Regions from separate parts of the Mus musculus genome. Here regions 1 and 3 are each linked to region 2. The links are chromatin contacts, called in public Hi-C maps. All regions are on one chromosome and are shown on one strand. Each heading gives the region's core, a stretch centred on a gene start, on an enhancer-like site or on the middle of the called end of the contact. The rest is flanking DNA. Distances are from core to core; before and after follow the strand shown.

The links. Hi-C and Micro-C count contacts between places; a contact is called where the count stands out from the background.
Region 1: a Hi-C map of the N1E-115 cell line shows a contact between it and region 2, with 4 times the contacts expected there. The contact joins two enhancer-like sites. A contact is called at or near these places in 1 of 484 Hi-C or Micro-C datasets (the N1E-115 cell line), 1 of 115 datasets of contacts at active chromatin or transcription factors (astrocytes) and 1 of 9 other capture datasets (embryonic stem cells).
Region 3: a Hi-C map of the N1E-115 cell line shows a contact between it and region 2, with 4 times the contacts expected there. The contact joins two enhancer-like sites. A contact is called at or near these places in 1 of 484 Hi-C or Micro-C datasets (the N1E-115 cell line) and 1 of 9 other capture datasets (embryonic stem cells).

The regions. Positions count from the first base shown.
Region 1 is chr2:173,789,039-173,791,940 of GRCm38.p6, forward strand. It overlaps the pseudogene Gm14371. Among named protein-coding and RNA genes, the nearest start is that of Vapb, 53 kb to the left of the region's middle. Within about 2 kb of position 1,388, at least 109 of the 459 cell types and tissues checked have an H3K27ac peak or open chromatin away from gene starts, as enhancers often do. A contact at or near this core is called in the N1E-115 cell line, where this site is marked.
Region 2 is chr2:174,672,964-174,675,795 of GRCm38.p6, forward strand. All of the region lies in intron 3 of Zfp831 (zinc finger protein 831), which reads left to right. Among named protein-coding and RNA genes, the nearest start is that of Zfp831, 31 kb to the left of the region's middle. Within about 2 kb of position 1,503, at least 147 of the 459 cell types and tissues checked have an H3K27ac peak or open chromatin away from gene starts, as enhancers often do. A contact at or near this core is called in the N1E-115 cell line, where this site is marked.
Region 3 is chr2:173,937,190-173,940,093 of GRCm38.p6, forward strand. No RefSeq gene overlaps it. Among named protein-coding and RNA genes, the nearest start is that of Gm30017, 64 kb to the left of the region's middle. Within about 2 kb of position 1,367, at least 14 of the 459 cell types and tissues checked have an H3K27ac peak or open chromatin away from gene starts, as enhancers often do. A contact at or near this core is called in the N1E-115 cell line, where this site is marked.

The DNA of each region.
Region 1 (2,902 bases), core at 138-2,637, 880 kb before region 2:
CTTCTCTGGCTCTAGCTGGACACAACTCCTTAATTTACACACTTAGAAGCACTGCAAAGATGCCCTGTGCCCAGCCCTTCTGCTCTTCTGTTGTTGTAAGCTGGCCAGGCAGCCAGTTCTCTAAGCCCAGACCTGTGACACATGAGCTTGCTTCTGAGCCTTATCCTGACCACCTACGAATTCAGCTCTCCAAGGCCTACTGTCAGGGAGGAGCTACTACCTATCCATCCCAGCCTCAGTCTCACTCCCATCTTGCTGGCCACATTCTCTTCTCCCTTTCTACTTAGCCTAGAACTTCTGAAGGAAGTGGAGGGAGAGGAACAGAGCCCTGACCCTCTTCAGCTCAGAGTCTGAAAGCCGGACTCCCTCCTGAGGTGTCTTGCATTTCTTTTAACAAACAAGACCTCCTTTGCTTGTTACTTCTCCCCTTAGTCTAAGAGATTTAAAAGGTACCCCAGGACTAAGATATCAATTATTAAATGCCCCCTAGGAAGGGCAACACACTGGGAGGAGGCCCCCCTCAACAAGTCTGCACAGTGTTGTTGGTTTTCTAATTGGGGGCTGGATGGCCTAGAGCCCTCTGCCAGTCACCTGCTGTGGGGCAGGCCTTCAGGGCCAGGGCAGGAGGCTTGACCGACCTATGGCTCTTTCAAGGGGTTCAGGACCTCTCGGTCCCTTGGGGTGCCTGGGACAGTGTCAGGTCCCGTGGCCTCCTGATCTGAGACAGGAGTTACCCTCGATGCTCTAAAACCAACTACCCCAAGAGAGCCAAGTGTCCTCCAGGTCTTATGTCTGCGTTTGGCTCCGTCCATTCTTTCTGAAAAAGCAGTATGGAGAGTGCTTAAAGCCAGTGTGTGCCTTGTAGATACTTAATAGCCCATCCTGAGCCTCCAGACAGGATGCGGGCGGCATTTACCCATTCAGCCAGTGTTTGGTAAGCTCCCGCCTGCAGGGCCAGGTGACACTGCAAGCGGGAGGCCCAGCAGGGGCCCTGACAGGAGGTCTGCTGTTCTGGAGATCCAAGTGAATAAACAGGATGTTGTTGATAAATGTGTGATGGAGATGTAGGGGGCGACAACCCAGCTGAGCAGGGGCTGAAGGAGCCGGAAGGAGTGGGCTGAGCTCTGTGAGAAAACAGAGATGACCACAGAATGGCTGGCATGGAGGAGGGGGCTGCCTGGACTATAGGAGAGTCCTCCAGTGTGGACGGATGATTTCTGCCCTTTGTGGAAGTGGGTCTTCCATCTCTTCAGGTGACTAGCTCTGAGCAGACGGGAGGTGGACGGCTGCCACCCGAAGCCCACCTCTGTAAGTGGGAACAACCCCTGCCCCCAGCCCTCATCAGTGACTAATGGCCCTGCACCAGCCCCTGCCAGGGCCCTAATGCAATTCCACCTGCGTCAGAGGCTCCAGCCAGAGCCTGAGTCACCCTGGCTCCCAGGAGAGGACACACGGAGAGGCCGAGCGAGCGTCAGCAGCACACACACACACACACACACACACACACACACACACACACACACACACACACACACACACTGCTTCTTTGCTCGGTGGTACCGCTGGGAGATTAAACACATTCGCTTAGAGAAAAGCAAAGAAACAACGGCCTCTGCTAGGCAGAGTCTGGTAGCTAACGGGCCTCCGAGAGCTGTGTACAATCTAAACTTTTTATTAAAAAGAAAAAAAGCTCTTTTGCTCTCCTGGGACTTGCACTGTGAAATTATCAACCGCACGGGCTTTGCCTCCCTGTCAACGTGACTGCACACACAGTGGAGAACATTAATTTTGTTTTGTTTTTTCACAGCCGAGACTAGGCTCTTCCCTTCTGCCAAGGAGAATGCTTCTGGGTCTCTCTCTCTGCCAGGGTGGCAAGGCCTGGGGGTTTCGAGGCCCTGGCCTCTGCCCACCACTTCTCTCCTCACTAAAAGAGGCTTTCTTCTGTCAGCTCTCTCCATAGTGGGCATAGCGAACGAAGCCCAGCCCGGAAGCACCCTCTGATTTAGCGTATGTAACCAGGTAGCACAGGACCTGCTGAGCCATTCCAAATGACCTTCCCTGTTACAGCAAGAAGCCCCCACATTCCTCCTAGAACGCCCTGACCTCTGTCCCCAGCCGGGATCTAGCTGACCCAAGCCTCTGCTTACTGTGAAGCCCTGTGCCAAGCCCCTCTCTGTGCCCACATGTCTCCATATGGAAGCTACAGAGAAACTGCTTCAGTCTTTCCCACCAGGGAGGCCACAAGTGGCCTTTGGCTTTCACCAGTCCCTGTATCCTCAAGAGTCACCTATGTTCTCAGGCCCTTTCCACCCGGCCCCAGGCATTTCTGAGCCCACCGGGAAGATGCTGAGATGGGGTTACATTGTCTAGAAGATAGACATGAATGAATTAAAAGCCCTTCTAACACTGATCAACATGTGGCCATGGTGGGTGGAAGAGAGGGGGGGGGGTGATGTTTTGGGGGGAGGCACTAATGCTAGTCTTCTTGAGGAGATAGTATTCAGTCTGAGACTTGAATGAAAGTGCCGAGGGAGGACATGTGGCAGAGATCCCCAGCCAGCCCCCTTCTGCAATCAAGAAACAGAGAGGCAGACACATCTGGGGTGTAGGGAGCCTTGGCTGGACGCTGCTGCAGACAGCCAGAGCTTCGGTGCTCCGTATAGGAGGCACAATGGAGGGATGAGGGAGGGGGTATTGGGAGTACGCAGCAGGCTGGGCTTCACCCCTGCTTTGTTCCTCTCTCCTCTCTCCCACATGTCTTTTCTTTGGAACTATAGTCCCGTTGGTTGACTTTAATAACCAGTGAGAACATTTTTCAGGCTGTTTAACTTTATTAAAAGATTTAAATTTGATGATGAACGTTGGCATGGTTGCTTCAAGCCTCAGAGGCTCGCTCAGCCAT
Region 2 (2,832 bases), core at 253-2,752:
AATCAGCTCCAACAACAAGCAGCTTCCTGCTTCCGCATTTGAGGGTTTCCGCCAAATGTTTTTCCTCACCTGAGTTTCGATATGGCCTTTGGGGTCAGAGGTGGCTGCCAAGGTTACCCACCTCCCCATCCTCACTGGCAGGGAGTCGTGCCCAAGTTCATAGTGGATGAAAAGATAGGTTCCTAGATAGCCCCCTCTCTGCTAAAACTCTTAAAATGTTGTTTGTTTGTTTGTTTTTAACTTTCAGTTTTGTTTTGTTTTTTGTTTTTTTTGTCCCAGCCCAAAGGCATTAGCTTTTGATGGCTACGAGGCACCTGACATGCTGGAGACGGACAAAGCCACCTCTGAGCACGAACATTTGAAATTATTAAGTGTTCATTAAAGCACCCCCGGGCGCACAGTGCTCTTAGGGATGTTAGCGTCTCAATTTTCTATAATTTCCTTATTTTTCTCTTCTAGCTAAAGGCAGATGAAAAACGAACTCGGTGCATTTGAGTCTCTGAATCATAGTTAATGTGCGACGCCCCCTCCCTTAACTGCGCTGTTTCCCTCTGCCTCCTCCAGTCTCCTTCCCTATCAATTGGATAAACTTCTTAATCCGTTTAACCCCTACTCTGACTGCCACTCGGGAAATGCATGCAAAGACCCCCGACCAGCTCTCTCTACACCCTGACTCGCTTTGGGCAGGGGTCTGCGGGCTGGGAGCTGTAGAAAAATCGAGAAGACTGCAGCACTGCATCCCCGGCGCCGGCAGGAACTCGGGGGCAGCTGTCTGGCAGGTGGCTGCAGGCTGGGGTGCAGAGCAGACCCTACGCAGCCACCCACGACCCCCAGCCCCATCGCTAGGCTTCCGGGGGGACTAGGGAGCTGCGGCTGTGCATGGACTGTTCTGGAAAAACACCAAGCTCCAATCCCCCTCCCATCCGCCCTCCTGTGACTCTGGTCTTACATGAGCAGAGAGGGAACAACAGCTAAAAGCTGTTTTTCTCTTTCCCTTTCTTTTTATTTTTTTGACAACAACCTCACATAACCTCAAAAAGTTACCCATGAATTTACCAAAAACTTTTTATGAAACTACTTTAACCTCTGGTGGGGGTTAAAAACAAGCTCTGTGGATTTATTATCCGGGGGAAAAAAAAAAAAGCGAAGCATGACTCTGTATTTGCTGGAAAATCGTCTACCAAGCTTCAACGGCGCCCCCTACAGCTGCCTGCGAGGAATAGCCAGCGCCGACTGCAGCAGGAGCTGCAGGCTGCCCAGGACCTGGCAGGACCTGATCCCCGGCGGGTGATTGGACCCCCTCCACTGCACCCCGGGTCTGCTCCGAACCCGGACACCTTGCTGGGTCTTAGTTTATATTTTTTGAAGTTCAAATGGCTAAACCAGGAGCAGGCTAATCGCCAGCAGGGTTTGTACTGCCAGCCTCGGCTGGACCCCTGCAGAGCAGGCGAAGCTTACAGTCTGAGCACGCAGGCGACCCTTGCTTGTTTGTTCCTTTTTGCTGCTTTCACGTAAATGCCACCCAGATGTACTGAAGGAAGAATGATGACCCCCAGAGGAATAAGGACAGGAGTATAGGCAGGGGCCTCGTAGGAGGCTGAGACCCAGAGAAGCTGAGCATTGCAGAGAGCAGGGTGAGAGATGGGAAAAGAGAAGACCGGGGGATGGGGTGAGGGTCCCTGTGAGAAGGAACGTGGATATGGTCAGCAACCACCCTCCCAACTTCAAAACACCCCAGCTCTCCCTCAGAACCGTGTTTTTAGGAAGCACATGGAAGGAAAGAAAGAAAGAAAAAGAAAAAGAAAAAAAAAGCCGTTCAGAAAAACAAATGTAAATCAGAGACAGAGGAGCGGGCGCTGCAGCCTGCCCAGAAGAGGCAGTAGCATGCGGCACTCAGATTCTCTGGTCCCTCACACCTGAGTCCTGCTGCTAAGGACTGAGCTTTGCTTCAGAACTGAGAGAGAAAGAAAGAGGGAGGGAGGGAGGGAGGGAGGGAGGAAGGAAGGAAGGAAGGAAGGAAGGAAGGAAGGAAGGAAGGAAGGAAGGAAGGAAGGACAAAACCCAACAAAACAAAACAAAACAAAACAAAACAAAACAAAACAAAACAAATGCAAAAACCAAACTATCATCCGGGTAATCTTAGCTCCTATACAGGGAGAAAGCCAGCTCTGGTCTCTATGAGAAAAATCTAGAATTTGACAGTAAATAGATCTTCCAGTGTTTACATGATGGTAATTCAAACTCTCTCTCTCTCTCTCTCTCTCTCTCTCTCTCTCTCTGTCTCTGTCTCTGTCTCTCTCTCTCTGTCTCTCTCTCTCTCTGTCTCTCTCTCTGTCTCTCTCTCTCTCTCACACACACACACACACACACTACTGTCAGAGATCTTTATTAAGGGGGGGGGGGCTCACTGCCGTTTCTCTTTGTCATCTAACACCCACACATTCAGCATCTGGCTTAGGAGAGCCAAATGCCAAACGCAGTTTGTCTGTATCCTCTTTTGGGACTCACCGGTTGGATTTGAGGGGAAAATTCCTTTTCTTTCTCCCTTCTGGTCCTGGAGACTATAGGAAGACAGCTGCTTCTCCACACCCCCAACTCCCTAGAAGTCCCGTGGGGAATGTGGTGGCACTTGGGGGAGGTGGGCTTTCTATTCTTATCCCAGAAAGGTCTGTACCCGTCCCCTCCTGATAGGTATGTGTCCTTTCTTCCCAGCTTCTCACTGAACCGGGTCCATTTCGAGTTTGTCACTTGCATCCAAAGTTACATTTGTGATTTGGGGGCATCTTTCCCAAGATGGAATTTCTGGGTATCCCGTATCTCCCAAACCCCCTT
Region 3 (2,904 bases), core at 117-2,616, 740 kb before region 2:
CCACATGGAACCCCCCCCCCCTTTTTTTAAAGACAGGTTGTCAAATAGCCCAGGTTGGCCTCTAAATCACTGTGTGGAGAAGACGACCTTGAACTTCTGATCCTCCTGTCTCCACCTTCTGAGGTTATAGATGTGGGCTACCAGGCCTGCTTCATGCACTGCTGGGGTCTTACGATGCTAGGAAAGCACTAAGCTACACCCTCGAGTCCGGAAGGGCATCTGGAGGATGCCTACTTAAGCTTGTCCCATGCCCCTCCTTAGCTTGTGGGATCCCCTAACACATCAAACAAATTAAAACGAGGCCGCACTTTAAGGAAAATTTGTTTTCAGTAAAGATATTTAAGAGAACTTTAATGATTTCTCTTTTTAAATGATCTGGCTGTGGGTAATTTATGATAGTCTCAATTACCTGTGATTTACCCCACAACCAATAGGCATCTTCAGATTCCCCGTGCCTGTTTTCTCAAATGTAATGAAACTTTATGATTCCTCTATCAGGAAGGAAGGCTGCGTGCCAAGGAGACGGCTCTGCTGCTCTTGGCAGGCGTTTAATGAAGCATGTGTTAATTTTGATTTTGCAGCTTTCTTGTCGAATAGCAGAGCCGATCACTTCACTTCACGTTGAACACAATTGCATGGACGCCAGAAAAACACACGCCCGAGACCCTGAAGGGGAGCCTTTCTTTACCACCAGGTCCTGGGGGGTGGGGGTGGGGGCATTCCAGAAGCTGCAGGGCCATCTCAGTGCTGCAGGGAGGGCTGGCTGTCAGTTGGAACAGCATCTAGTTTCCTCTTTCTTAGTTTTTATAGCGGTAAAAATTAAGTCTCAACATCTGGAGCCCCACATGTGTGATGTGCAAACACCCAGCTCCAGTGCGCACGGCCTTCATTCCTTATTTCTTGATTAATTTATTGGGCATCGCCACTTTGCTTCTCTGTTACAGCAAAGAAGCTTAATTGCTTGGAGGAGAAAGGGTGGGGGTCAGGGGGGGGAACAATGAGAAATTAAGCATAATTGGGTGACATTTCCTGACAGATTCTAACACAGGGCCCCAAATGAGAGTCCCACTCCCTTATGCCTAGCACAGGTCTCTTTTCTTCACAACCTGAGGCCACTGGCCTCCCAGACTTGTATGGTAATATCTGGAGACATAAAAGGGAAGAGGCAATTAAAGATGGACACGTGCAGCTTCAGGGCTGACGTTATCGATGGCTTTGTGATCAATAGCGCTATTTTTATTTGGATTGCTGGGTGAGAATGAGCCATGGCCACAAAATTTAGAGAGCCCTACAGAGGCTCTGTAAACGTGCCGTAACTCGGTGTCAGGCCGGAATCACGGCTGATTTAAAGGCTGGGGGCGTCGGAGCGAGGAGGGGTTTCCATCACTGTATGCCCAGGAGAGGAGCTGCATCTGCCGGCTTCCAGGCCCCAGGTGGAGCAGAGCTGCTGTTTATAACAGAATTTGGCCGTGGGTGAATTTTAATCTTGGGAGCCACTGATTGCTTTAGGGCTGAGCTGGGAGAGTCGGGCCTAGCTGGCCTTTGTTCCCAGAGCACTACCAAGGACTGCAACAGCCCCTGCACCCTGGGTTTTGCTACTTCTGTTGTTTCCTGTTATTTATCTTGAGTGGATACAATGTATTTTGGTCATGTTCACCCCTTGCCCTGTCTTATCCATTCCCTGTGCTCTCTGTACACTTCCGGTTTCTTCGCAACGCCCCCAACCCCACTTCCGTGTCTACTTTTCTCCCCTTTCTGTGTCCTGCTGAGTTGAATCAGGATGTCTGCATGAGCGTAGCAAAGGGGATTACTGGGGTATGGACAATTTACCAGTCGCTATCTTGCTGAAGAAAAATGGCCTCTCCTCCACCAGCAGCCATCAGTTGCCCCATAGTTCCTTGACTAGGAGTGCTCCACACGTGTCCCCCCTCCAACACTAATGTCCTAATGTTCTCGTGGGAGAGGTCTGAAAGGGAAGACACAATAGCTAGGAGCTCTGGATAGCTGTCCTCTCTAGGGAAGCCGCCTTCTATTAATGTCATATTTCCTGGGCGCTAATGACAGAAAGAGGCACAGTGTATGTGAGCTAGACCCCCCCCCCCCTCCAGCTTCTACACTCTGCTCTTGACTCTGGCTTTTGCGTTAGCTCTGGTCAGCCAATACATTCATTGCTTCCTATACACCGAAAGTAAAGTCTATATGGAGAGGAACTGCCAGCGTATAAACACCAGGTCCCAGACTTATGGTTAATAAATAATACATAACTGGAAGACTGATATCTACTTAACCAACGTTTCATATAGACTGCCTTGTGGGATACTATTTCAGATACACTGGGTTTCATTAAATATATGAGTAAAATTACTTTTCTGTTTTTACTTTATGGTTTTTGCCTTTGCTATTTTAAAAAGGTGTTAAAAATTTAAAATACAATATGTGTAGGGTTTTTTTTTTTTCATTTTTGTTATAAGGCACAGGTCTACAGGAATAAAGGAGGAACAGGGATGTAAGACAAAGTGTTTCAGGTCAACCAGCATGCTAGTGGCAGGTCCTTTTGGGCGCTAACAACATGACCACCCAAAATGGGCATCTCTGTGTGGATCCTGTCTCGTATTGGTGCTATATCAGCAGACTCTGGCCGAATTCTTAATCCAGCTCTGTGTCCCTGTCTTAGTCACCAAAGGCTTGTATGGCTTTCCCAGGGGATGATATTCTTGGTTTGGTACTCTGGCACACTGTGGTTGATATGGGAGAGGCACGGCAGCCTCCTTCCTAATGCTTATTTAATTATATTTAATTAGGAATCTTGTCATCTTTTTGCCTGCAATTGGTCTCCCGAGACCATCTGCTGCAAAGAGTTTTGAAAAATCTAAACTTTATTTCTTGCCATCGATCTGTGTCGCT